2 separate regions of the Mus musculus genome follow, and region 1 is linked to region 2. Evidence: chromatin contacts called from public promoter capture Hi-C data. All regions are on one chromosome and are shown on one strand. Each heading gives the region's core, a stretch centred on a gene start, on an enhancer-like site or on the middle of the called end of the contact. The rest is flanking DNA. Distances are from core to core; before and after follow the strand shown.

Region 1 (5,274 bases), core at 2,078-4,577, 140 kb after region 2:
TATTTTTTACATTTGAGCCCCTATCTTTAATCAAGTGGGAGCTGGGGAGAGGTTCAAGAGGCTGCATTTTTAACACCCCCCCGCCCAGTGATTTTGATGCCAGTGGTCCTCAGACCACTCTGAAAAATGTCTTCCTTAGAAGCATCTGCTTTTACCCACCGGACATCAACGACAAGATAAAAGTGAGGCCAGGCTTCTCTGCTGCCTGTGAGAACAGCAGCATACAGCCAAGGCTTGTTCCAGAAAAGAGGCATGGTCTCTGAGGGATTCTCCCCATCCATCGAGACCCGTGGCTACAAGCCAGAGGATTTCAGAGGATGAGGTGCTAATCCGGGTCTGGAGAGAGAGAGAGAGAGAGAGAGAGAGAGAGAGAGAGAGAGAGAGCAAGCATTGCTTCTGCACGCTATGGACTGAGTCTGCAATGTGTTCATGTACCATAAACTTGAGGAACCACCCTGCAAGCTTTCAGGTCGTTAAATCCTTCTCTGTTGTATGTGGTCTATGAGTATGGCAGAATGTATGGAGAACTGTGTTCCTGCGGGTGTCTTGCCTCCTCTAGTTGCCTGGCATTAAGGAGAAAAAAAAATGAGTGAAATATAGTCACTGTATTATAACTGTGGGAAGTAGATTAGTCGAAGCGCAAGGGTAACGTGAGTGTAACTGGCCTCTGTCAGGCACTTCATCTGCTGGTAGGACGGAGGATGGTTGTCAGGCTCAGCAAATGCTGTTTGAAGGGTTGATAGGTCAGGCTGTAAAAGTAGATGGGAAATTTGTACAGTGAACATAAGCAGGGTAGGTGAGTAGAAGAGAAACAACCCACCATATCATCTGGGAAAATAAAACTCTTTGGCAAGACTTCATAACAGCCTGATTCAAAATTTCATAATGAAATTATGTCTCTGATCAAAGCCTGCATGAGCTCATGAGCTGATTTTTGCCATTCGTGTTTATTCTGGTTTGCACCAAGTTGAAGCATCAGAAACACATTAATCTAATCTTCTTTCTGGGAGGAGGCTCTTGTACCCTCATCTGGGGATCAAAGGGATGGAGGATTGCAAGGAGGATCTTTAGCCCCTCACTGAATGTGCACTTTTGATTGGTTCTTTGAGTCCCCTTAGGCACATATGAGGGGTAGGGCCTTCCTAGGAGAGTTGAGTCTCCTGACACTTGCCCTTGAGGCAAGAAAAGCAAAGTTTAAGAAGGGAAAGAGACTCCCATCTCTCCTCTGGACACAGTCTGCTTTTGCTCTAGAAAGAATATTTCGGGGTTTGTTTGTTTTAGACTCAGAGAAGCGCTCAACTGTACCTCTTTCAACTGGAGCGCTTCACCACAGGTTTTCTTCTTACAAAATGAACTCAGATCCAATGGCCCCACACTTCTCATGGATCTTACTCAATCAGCATTTTTCTGGTCCTTCTCGAAGGCACACAGATAGGCACTCCTGTCAACTCAAGTCCCAACAGAAAAGGCACTTGGTTGAAATCTGGGAAACAGAATTCCCTGGGTCTCATGGGGCCCTTTAGACAAGAGGTACCCCCCCCCCACCTCTGTCCTTATTCATCCAAGAAAGATTTAGTAAGGCCTTATTTTATGTCAGATGCCTGTTCAAAGTGTTTTTAATTTTTAAGCCCAGGGGACCTTTACATACTTAACTGCACCTTTGTGACAGTCTCTCTCTCTCTCTCTCTCTCTCTCAAGATAATGTCTCAGAGGGCTGTGGTGGCACACCGCCACACTGGAAGTGGCACACACTTTAATCCCAGCACTCTGGAGGCCAGCATGGACTACAGAGTGAGTTCCAGGGCAGCTAGGGCTACAAAAAGGAACCCTATCTCAAAACACAAGCAAACAAACAAACAAAAAGATAATGTCTTTTTCTACAGTTTGGCTTGTATCTTCCTATATAGCCCAGGCTAGACTAGCCTTGAACTCACGGCAGATAGTCTAACCTCAAATGCTGAGGTTAGAGGCTCATGCCAACACACTCAGCTTTGTTACGTTCTGGGGACACGGAGGTGAATAACGTACCTGATTTCCATTTTCCTAAGCTTATGGCCTAGACCCAAGAAAGCAGCCAATGCTCTTGTGAACAGAGTCATTTCGGGTAGTGGCATGTGCCGTGAAGTGAGGTGGGATGGAATAACAGGAAGAGAGTGGCTGACTTAAATCAGTAACTCAGCAAATACTTCTGCCAAAGGAGCTGCTGCCAGATAGATCAAGAGAATGTAGTTCCATTTAAAAACAAGTGAACAGTGAAAAAAATCTTTTGGTGTAGGGTCTCTCTATGTAGCTCAAGCTGGATTTGAACTTGTGACAATCCTCCTGCCTTAGCCTCTCAAGTATATCATGTTTCCTTAGATCCTTTAAGTTATCCTAAACGATGATTGGAATATAAGCTAGAAAGTGTGTTTATTTATTTTTAACCTGAAATTCAAATTTCACTGTCTTGTATTTTTTTTCTTGATGTTCTCCTCCCCCCCTCCTGCTTCCCCCTCCTCCTCCTCCTCCCCCTCCTCCTGCTCCTACTCCTACTCCTCCACCTTCTTGGAGACAAGTCATGCTATATAATGTGGACAAGTCTGGAACTCCTTCCTCTGCCTTTTGAGCATTGGTATTATAGGTGTGTGTCACCATGCTGATGAATTTGCTAGTGTTTGCAATCCTATGGATAGAGGATATTTGAGCAGGAACTGACCAGAAGGAACCAGCGATGCCGATTCAGGGAATGTGTGATCAAACAGAGCAACATTCAGTGTAAATGTCAGAAGAGGGAGAAATGAGGTCAGAGGAACGGAGCCAGATCACAAGTTTTGTAGGGATTGGAAGGAGTTTGAATCTGTCTCTCTTTGCGATAATAAACCATTGGAGAATTTAAAATCTCTCTCTCTCTCTCTCTCTGTCTCTCTCTCTCTCTCTCTCTCTCTCTCTCTGTCTCTCTCTCTGTCTCTCTGTCTCTCTCTCTTTCTTTCAAGCTGAGGCTTGAATCCAAAGTCTGTTGTTACTAAAAACTGCTCTACTCCAGCCTAAAATTTAAAGGCAGGTATGACCTGTTCTGATATTTGCCCGCTCTTGCTGGAACACTTTTAGAAAGGTTCAGAGGGCAAATTCCCATCAGCTCATGCACTGGGCCGAGAACAGGCTTCTCTCTTTTTCTCTTTCTCTCTTTTTCTCACTAAACCCAGGACTGCCCGGTGCCCTGGACGTTGCTATGGAAGGGACGCTTGACGGTTGCTAGACCCGGGGGAGGCGGGAGCAGGACAGAGGCGGAGCCGGGTCAGCCTTAGGCAAGCGCCGCGCGCTCTCAGGAAGTCGCGTAGCGCGAGCGGAAGTGACGTCGCGCGTGTTCAGGGTCCAACGTGCTTCACACAGGACGCTTTCCCGGCTGGGAAGTCGTGAAGTGGTTTACCTCGCGAGTAGCAGAGCGGTGTCGGTACTGTCGTCAGGATGGTGAAGCCCAAGTACAAAGGACGGAGCACCATCAACCGCTCGGCGGCCAGCACCAACCCAGGTACGGCGGACCGGGCGGGACCAGGCCGCAGGAGCCGTCGGGGACGGAGGAAGGCCCGTTCCGGCCTGGGCGGCGGACCCGAGGTCTAGGCACCTGCTCTAAAGTTGGGGGATGAGTCACGCCAGCCTCTGGCAGCCCCGAGGCCTCTCAGGAGGAGGTGTAGAGAAAGGCAAGTTAAAAGTGGGCTAGGGTCCTGGAGTCCTGGCACATGCCTGTCATCCCAGCACTTAGGAAGCTGAGGCAGAGGGGATCACGAGTTAGTGGCTATCTGGACTACAGGGTACAGACTGAAGACACAGAGTGGAGTAGGTTGGCCCAGGTGGCATTTTACCCTTAACCATAGCATTCGTGCCACCTTAGCTTTGACCGTGGAATCAGACCATGCATAAGCAACACTTCAGGTAAATATAGTGATTTCAATAGAGGTGGTTTTGAGATACGAGAAATTCCCATCTACAGGGCAAACAAAACAGGCTTTCGAGGAGTCCCTCCCACTTTGATTTAGCTACTAAAACTGTGTTTAAATATGGGTTAGTCATAGAGGGGCTTGGTGACGCATCCCTGTAGTTCCCAATACTGGGAAGGCAGGACAGACAGATCTCTTGTGAATTCGAGGCCAGCCTGGTCTGCATAGTGAGACTGTCTCAAACTGGTGGGGGGAAAAATTAGGTATACTCTTGTCTCCGTAAGGCTGCAAGGATAGCTGACTTCTGTATCTCCTTGTAATTTGCATAATTAGGGTTTTGATTAGATTTTTTTAAAAAAATGATGAAAACACTCAGAGACTGGAGAGAACATGGGGAGAATAAGAGCTCACTCGTACTGCTGTTGCAGGAGGACCAGAGTTCAATTCCAGTTCAATCAGCTCTCACCTACCTGGAAGTTCAACTCCAAGGGGAATCTGATACCTCTGGCCTTCAAGGCATCTACCCACATATATCCGTATAATGTTTAGTACTGTGTATGTAGCAGTACTAAAGGAGAACATGCAGGAAAGTTGCTGCGTTACTTTGTGATCTTTTATAACTGTATTAAGTCACATAATACCATGCATTTGGAAGATTCACTTGGGATTGGTTGGTGATTAGTGTGATGATGTTTCTAAGCAGGGGTTAAGTTTATCAACAGCTGAAAAATGTAGACGGAAACCTTGAGGGTTGGTAGGAAGAGGGACTCAGGAAAAGGATAGGTAGCCAGATGTGTGTGGGCCGACTTCTCAGGAGAGCCCTCCAGGGGTTTAGTTTGATTTTGGGTTCTCTCTTAAAATTTAGAGTGGGAGGGGCTGGAGAGATGGCTCAGGGGTTAAGAACGCTGGCTGTTCTTGCAGGGGACCTGCAGTGATTCCCAGCACCCATGATACAGACGACCATCTATCTGTAACTCCAGTTCCAAGAGATCTGCCACCCACTTCTGGCCTTCACTGACACGCTGTGTGTGTTTAGTGCAGAGACATGTGGGCAGGATATGGTATTACATATTATACTTACATATGAAGTATAAATAAATAAAATTATTAAAAATTTAGGACAAGAGAATTAGTTATGAATTCACAAAGAGGGTTTCTAGATATGCTGCTTCTAACCTCAGAAGCTGTGGGAATCAGTCCTATAAGCCATGATTTGTGTGAAATTTAACCCAACTTTTAGAACCCATCATCATCTCTTGAAAGTTAAGACAGGTGGTGGCTCACATCTTTAATCCCAGTACCTGGGAGGCAGAGGCAGGTGGATCTCAGTGAGTTTGAGGCCAGCCTGGTCTACAGAGTG
Region 2 (5,364 bases), core at 2,635-5,134:
TGAGCTTTTATTGTAGAGCAGCGACACTTGTTTATGTGCTGGGGGAGAGAGCCGGTGTCACACCAAATGTGTGCAGGGAGCGATCTGTTCAAGAGAAAAGAGTGTTTTATTACTGACGTGGGTTAAAATTGCTGACGCATGTTGCTAATAAAAAGCAGGACAACTTTTAGTCAGCTTTAGGATTGTTTTAAAATAGTCTATAGTTAGAGCCCTTATGCCTGCATGGAAATGGACTGCTTTTTCTGCTCCACCCCCAGTGACATCACTGTAAAAAGGAAGCAGGCAGAGAGGGTTGCAAAGACCAGTAAAGAAGATGACAGGGGGAGTGTTGGCTTTGAGGAGGGGTGGAAGCCAGGGGTCCAGGGTGGAGCTGGATAGCTGTCCTTAAACAGAGGGTGGCTTATCCCCACCTCTAAGACTGCAGGAGAGGAGATATCAGTCAGATGGAGGTGTTGGTGGTTTCTATAACCAGCTGTTTGGGGGAGTTACCAACTCACGACCTCTCTGTGTGCTCTGCCAGATGTGGAGTCATCTGTAAGAGGGTGGGGAAATCAGATTCCTGTCTGTCTTATGGTGTGTCTTTAGAACCTAGAATACCTGGCTCGTAGCAGATGATAAACTCATGGATGCTTCGAGACTGGAGAACTCTGGTTTGTGTTGTGTTCCCTCTCTTCGGACTAAGACCAGATAAAAGTCGCTTGTAATGGCATCATCTCTGCCCAGCGCAGTGGAGGAGATGGGGGAAATCTAGGACAAACTTCCCAAGGGAGGTGCTGTTGGATCAGGACTTTGGAGAGATACACAACTCAGCTGCTGAGGAAGAGGGTGTGAGATATCACGGGTCAGAAGCTCTCTGTGTTCAGGGTAGGCATGGGGCACGTTGGGTGGGAGTCTGATGGAGAAGGAGAGGAAGGGACCAGAAGTGGTGGTCAGGTTTGCACTGGTCCCTTCAGGTGGTCTGAGTGTCTCTTGTAGCCAAGTGGACACTTTCTCAAAGGTAGAGGAGGGAACAAAGCTAAGATCTCCCCAGTCTTTAGGATTATGATTAATGTCATGATTATTTTGGTATTTTATTTGGTTTGAGACAGGGTTTCTCTGTGTAGCCCTGGCGGTCCTGGAAGTCACTCTGTAGATCAGGCTGGCCTCAAATTTAGAGATCTGCCTACCTCTGCCTCCAGAGTGCTGGGATTAAAAGGCATGTGTTACCACTGCCCGGTGTCCTGCTTTTTCCTTAGTGACCTTGGTTCTTGGTCCTGCCGTAGTCACCATGGGAATCAGTGAGATTTGGCTTCCCTTTAGGGAACACAGACTATTATCAAGTCTCTTGTGGGTCTGCTTGCTGATGCTGTACAGATTACTGGGACCCACTTGGTGGAGTGACAGGGTTCACTCTACACGGAACACCTAATTTGGGCTCCTCCTATGAATAGCCTTTCTTTCTGGTGGAAAAAGCCATCTGAGAAGGGTAGAGTTCTTCCCAAGAATTAATCTCCCTCCCTGCTGTTGTTCTGTCTTCTTGGATCCAGCCTTCCATCCCTAGCTAAACTAGAGGAAAGGCCTAGGGAGACAGGTAGGACCCAGCACAAGAGAGGGCAGGAGTCAGGAGTCACTGCCCCAAACCTGACTGAGACCTTTTTAAAAATGGGTATTTAAGGCAGGGAGATGGCTCAGAGGTAAAATGCTTGCTGCACCAGCCTGAAGGTCTGAGTTGAGATGCCCAGCATCCACAAAATGTTAGGCATGGCATAACTTGTCTGAAACCCCAGCACAGGAAGGGGACAGCAAACCCCAGAGGGTTTCTGGCCAGCTAGAATAGCTGAGACCCTAGGCTTCTGATTTGTCGAGAGAGCCTGTCTCAAAAACTAAGTTGTGCAGTGACAGAGGAAGGCACTTGACGTGGAGCTCTGGTCTGTTTGTGTTCACAGATGGGCAAGCACACCCCCTGCACACACAAATGGATAAAATAGAATCAGATAGGTGTTCAGAGTATGGTCATGCCTGGCCTGTGATTCCAGCATTCAGGAAAGGAAGGAAAAACAAAAATTCAAGGTTGGGCCGGGCGTGGTGGCGCACGCCTTTAATCCCAGCACTCGGGAGGCAGAGGCAGGTGGATTTCTGAATTCGAGGCCAGCCTGGTCTACAAAGTGAGCTCCAGGACAGCCAAGACTATACAGAGAAACCCTGTGTCGAAAAATCAAAAAAAAAAAAAAATTCAAGGTCATCTTCAGCCACAAGGACGGTTGAAGGCCAACCTGGGCTGCACGAGAGCCTGTCTCAATCAGTCTGTTAGTCAATAAAGTGTGTGTTTATTTGTTTCTTTGGGTCTCAGAGGGAGAAACAGTAGTTACTACTACTACCATATCTGCAGTCCACACAGATCATATCTGTGTTTTATCTCAGTCAGTCCTCCTGAGGCAGGTATTCTACACAAGGTTTAGGAAGATTAACCGACATGCCCAAGGCCACCCAGCAAATACGTGCATGTGTGGTGTGTGTGTGCGTGTGTGTGTGTGTGTGTGTGTGTGTGTGTGTGCAACTCAGCTATGAACCTGAGCCAGCTTGAGTATCAGCCTGTTCCTATCCTAGGTTGGGTGGGTGAGTGAAGGCAAGGACAGCGGAGTCTCCTGAGCAGTCGAAGTCACAATAATCTAGGAAGCCCCTGGGGCACCAGGCAACTCCACCCCTCCACCTGCCCAGCTCTGCTCTCTTCCTCCCTCCCTCCCTCCCCCTCCTCTGCTCTGTCTCTCTCTTCCTTCCTCCCTACCCCTCTCTGTGTCTCTCTGTGTGTACACATGTGTGTTTCTGCCTGCCTGCCTGTATAAGTGGGATTGTGTATCTGTTTCTGAGTAACAGGGCCCAGCTCCTGGAGGCCCCGCCCTTCTTTTCTCTTGCTCCCATCAGGATTGCATCTTTGACCTTAGGCTGGGGTGGGAATCCCACTAATGGTGGAGCACTTGGCAGCTTAACCTCTCCCAGCCTCACTTTTCTCTTCGTAACCACGGAGATGGAGTCAAATGTATTCACGGGAGTGAACTGTGTCACCATCCCCTGCACACACAGCTTTTGTTAAGGGCCAGAGGAGACTGAGCTAAGAGCTGTCACCCCACTTTCCTCACTCTAATCCAGAAAAGGCAAGAATACAGGGTGGGGCATGGTCAGGAAGGAGATTTCTCCTCACCAACCCCTTCCCACAGCTTGTCCCCCAGGGTTTTACAAGGTGTCCCCAAGGAGGCCCCTCTGCTCGCCCTGCCCGGAGCACAGCTTGGCCCTGGAGAATGCTTCTACATTCTGTGTGTGCCAGGACACCTATGCTCGCTCGCCCACCGACCCGCCCTCAGCTTCCTGCACCCGTGAGTTTCCCTTCTGACTGGGCTTGGAGAGGGGGAACGCCACCCAGGAAATACTGAGGCGGGGTGGGGTAGGGTGGGAGGCGGGAGGTTGCAAATTGGACTGACAGGGCAAAGAGGAAGGCCTGGGGTGGGTCTGGAAACCTGGGCTTGGGACTCGAGGAATCCAGAAGAATGGAAATGGGGGGCAGGATTCTCTGTGGGTGGCCGTCTGGGGAGTACCTTCCCCATTTACCTCATCTCTTCCTGAGCCTGGTTGGGACGTCCCTCCTCTCTGTCATGCCCTCTGTTCCCTGTGACCATGTCACATCCCGGTCCCCTCGATCTCCGTACCCGCGCTGCTCCCCACGTCTGCCACCTTCCTTACTGCTCCTACGCCGGGTGTCCAAGCCCCGCACCACCCCCCATGAGTCCCTTGGGTCCCTGCCCGGTTCCACTCAGCGCCTCCCCATGTCGCAGGGCCGCCGTCCGCGCCGCGGGACCTGCAGTACAGCCTGAGCCGCTCCCCGCTGGCGCTGCGGCTGCGCTGGCTGCCGCCTGCGGACTCAGGCGGCCGCTCCGACGTCACCTACTCGCTGCTGTGCCTGCGCTGCGGGCGCGACGGTCCAGCGGGCGCGTGCCAACCCTGCGGGCCGCGCGTGGCCTTCGTCCCGCGCCAGGCTGGGCTGCGGGAGCGCGCCGCCACGCTGCTGCACCTGCGGCCGGGCGCGCGCTACACCGTGCGCGTGGCCGCGCTCAACGGCGTCTCAGGCCCGGCTGCCGCCGCGGGAGCCACCTATGCGCAGGTCACAGTGTCCACCGGACCCGGGGGTAAGGCCGCGCGCCCCATGGGAGACCGTCCCCCACTCCCAGGTGCAGTTCCCTCGCAAGCATCCCAAGGAATTCAGGAACCCACGTGACTTTCCCCCCCAACTCTAATCCCGGATCCAGGTGGTGCCTAGATGTCCCCACTTCTCCCCTCCACCCCCTTTGCGAACTCAGCCACCTTGCAGGAGCAGGGACACAGGCAGGTTCAGAACGCAGGCAACAGAGTGGTGGCGCTACTCTGAGTTTCCAGCGGGATGAAAACCACCTTTGACATCACACCCTCCGCATCCTTGACATTTTCTTCTGATTTGTCTCTCCTCTGGTGCACACTTTCAAGTAATCCCTCGAGTGCCCTCTGCAAGATGGATAAGCGCATACGGTGGCTTTCCCATCTGATTGGTGTGTGACCCTCCTTCCCTGTCTTCTGTGACCCTACCCTGTCGGTTGGGTTTCCAGCGAGGCCTGGGGTGATTTTCATTCTTTTGTAAGTACCTTGGGTGTAGAGATGTGCACACACAGGGGTGTTTGAATAATTTCTTAGCCTGCCGATGAAAATGAAGAAACATAGCCAATATGATTTCTTTTCACTCTCGCCTGGCTGAAGCACAGTAGACCCTTTGATCCGAACTTTCTTTTTTCACTCCTGGGGAAGTTTTCTTGGTAGCTGCTTTGAGTGGCCTCCCTATGTATCTCTTAACCCAATCTTTAAGCCTTGGGTTTTCCATCCCTTTTCTCATTCTCACATTCTCACATCTTGTCACTTTTTCGCTCTTAATCCCTTTCCTAGGACTTTGAGAGCGATTTCCCAATCTACCTGGTTTTCTGGGACACTTCTGTTCTTTATTGTTTCTGTTGGGACTTAACCCTTGCTATTGCGTTTACATTTTGAACAGGTCAAGGCCTGAGAGTGTAGCTCAAAGGTGTCACATTTGCCGAGCACGCTAGAGGCATTGGGCTTGTTCACAGGTAGCAAAGAAGGAAGAAAAGAAACAGAGAGGCGTGTCCAATCCCAGCACTCAGTTCAAGGTCATTCTGACACACAAAATGAATCTGAGCTCAGTCTGGGCCACAGGAAACTTTGTCTTAAAGAATAAAAGTGTGGCCAGGCGTGATGGTACACTCCTTTAGTGTTGGTACGTGTGAGAGACAGAGACACGCAGAATCTCTGTTAGTTTGAGGCCTGCCTGGTCTACACTGGGAGTTCCAGGAC

Evidence for each region. Capture Hi-C pulls out chosen DNA fragments and counts their contacts.
Region 1: a contact with region 2 is called in a promoter capture Hi-C map of adipose tissue. The contact joins the promoter of Gnl2 here to the promoter of 1700125G02Rik in region 2. A contact is called at or near these places in 1 of 39 promoter capture datasets (trophoblast stem cells), 3 of 484 Hi-C or Micro-C datasets (embryonic stem cells, nephron progenitors and stem cell-derived neural progenitor cells) and 2 of 9 other capture datasets (adipose tissue and liver).

What each region holds. Positions count from the first base shown.
Region 1 is chr4:125,026,687-125,031,960 of GRCm38.p6, forward strand. It overlaps Gnl2 (guanine nucleotide binding protein-like 2 (nucleolar)), which reads left to right and starts at 3,328. Exons shown (of 16, transcript NM_145552.2): 1 at 3,328-3,508. The coding sequence starts at 3,445.
Region 2 is chr4:124,890,898-124,896,261 of GRCm38.p6, forward strand. 1700125G02Rik (RIKEN cDNA 1700125G02 gene) reads right to left here and starts at 3,885. Exons shown (of 3, transcript NR_040651.1): 1 at 3,583-3,885; 2 at 411-532; 3 at 1-84. It overlaps Epha10 (Eph receptor A10), which reads left to right. Exons shown (of 17, transcript NM_001256432.2): 4 at 3,195-3,350; 5 at 3,807-4,157.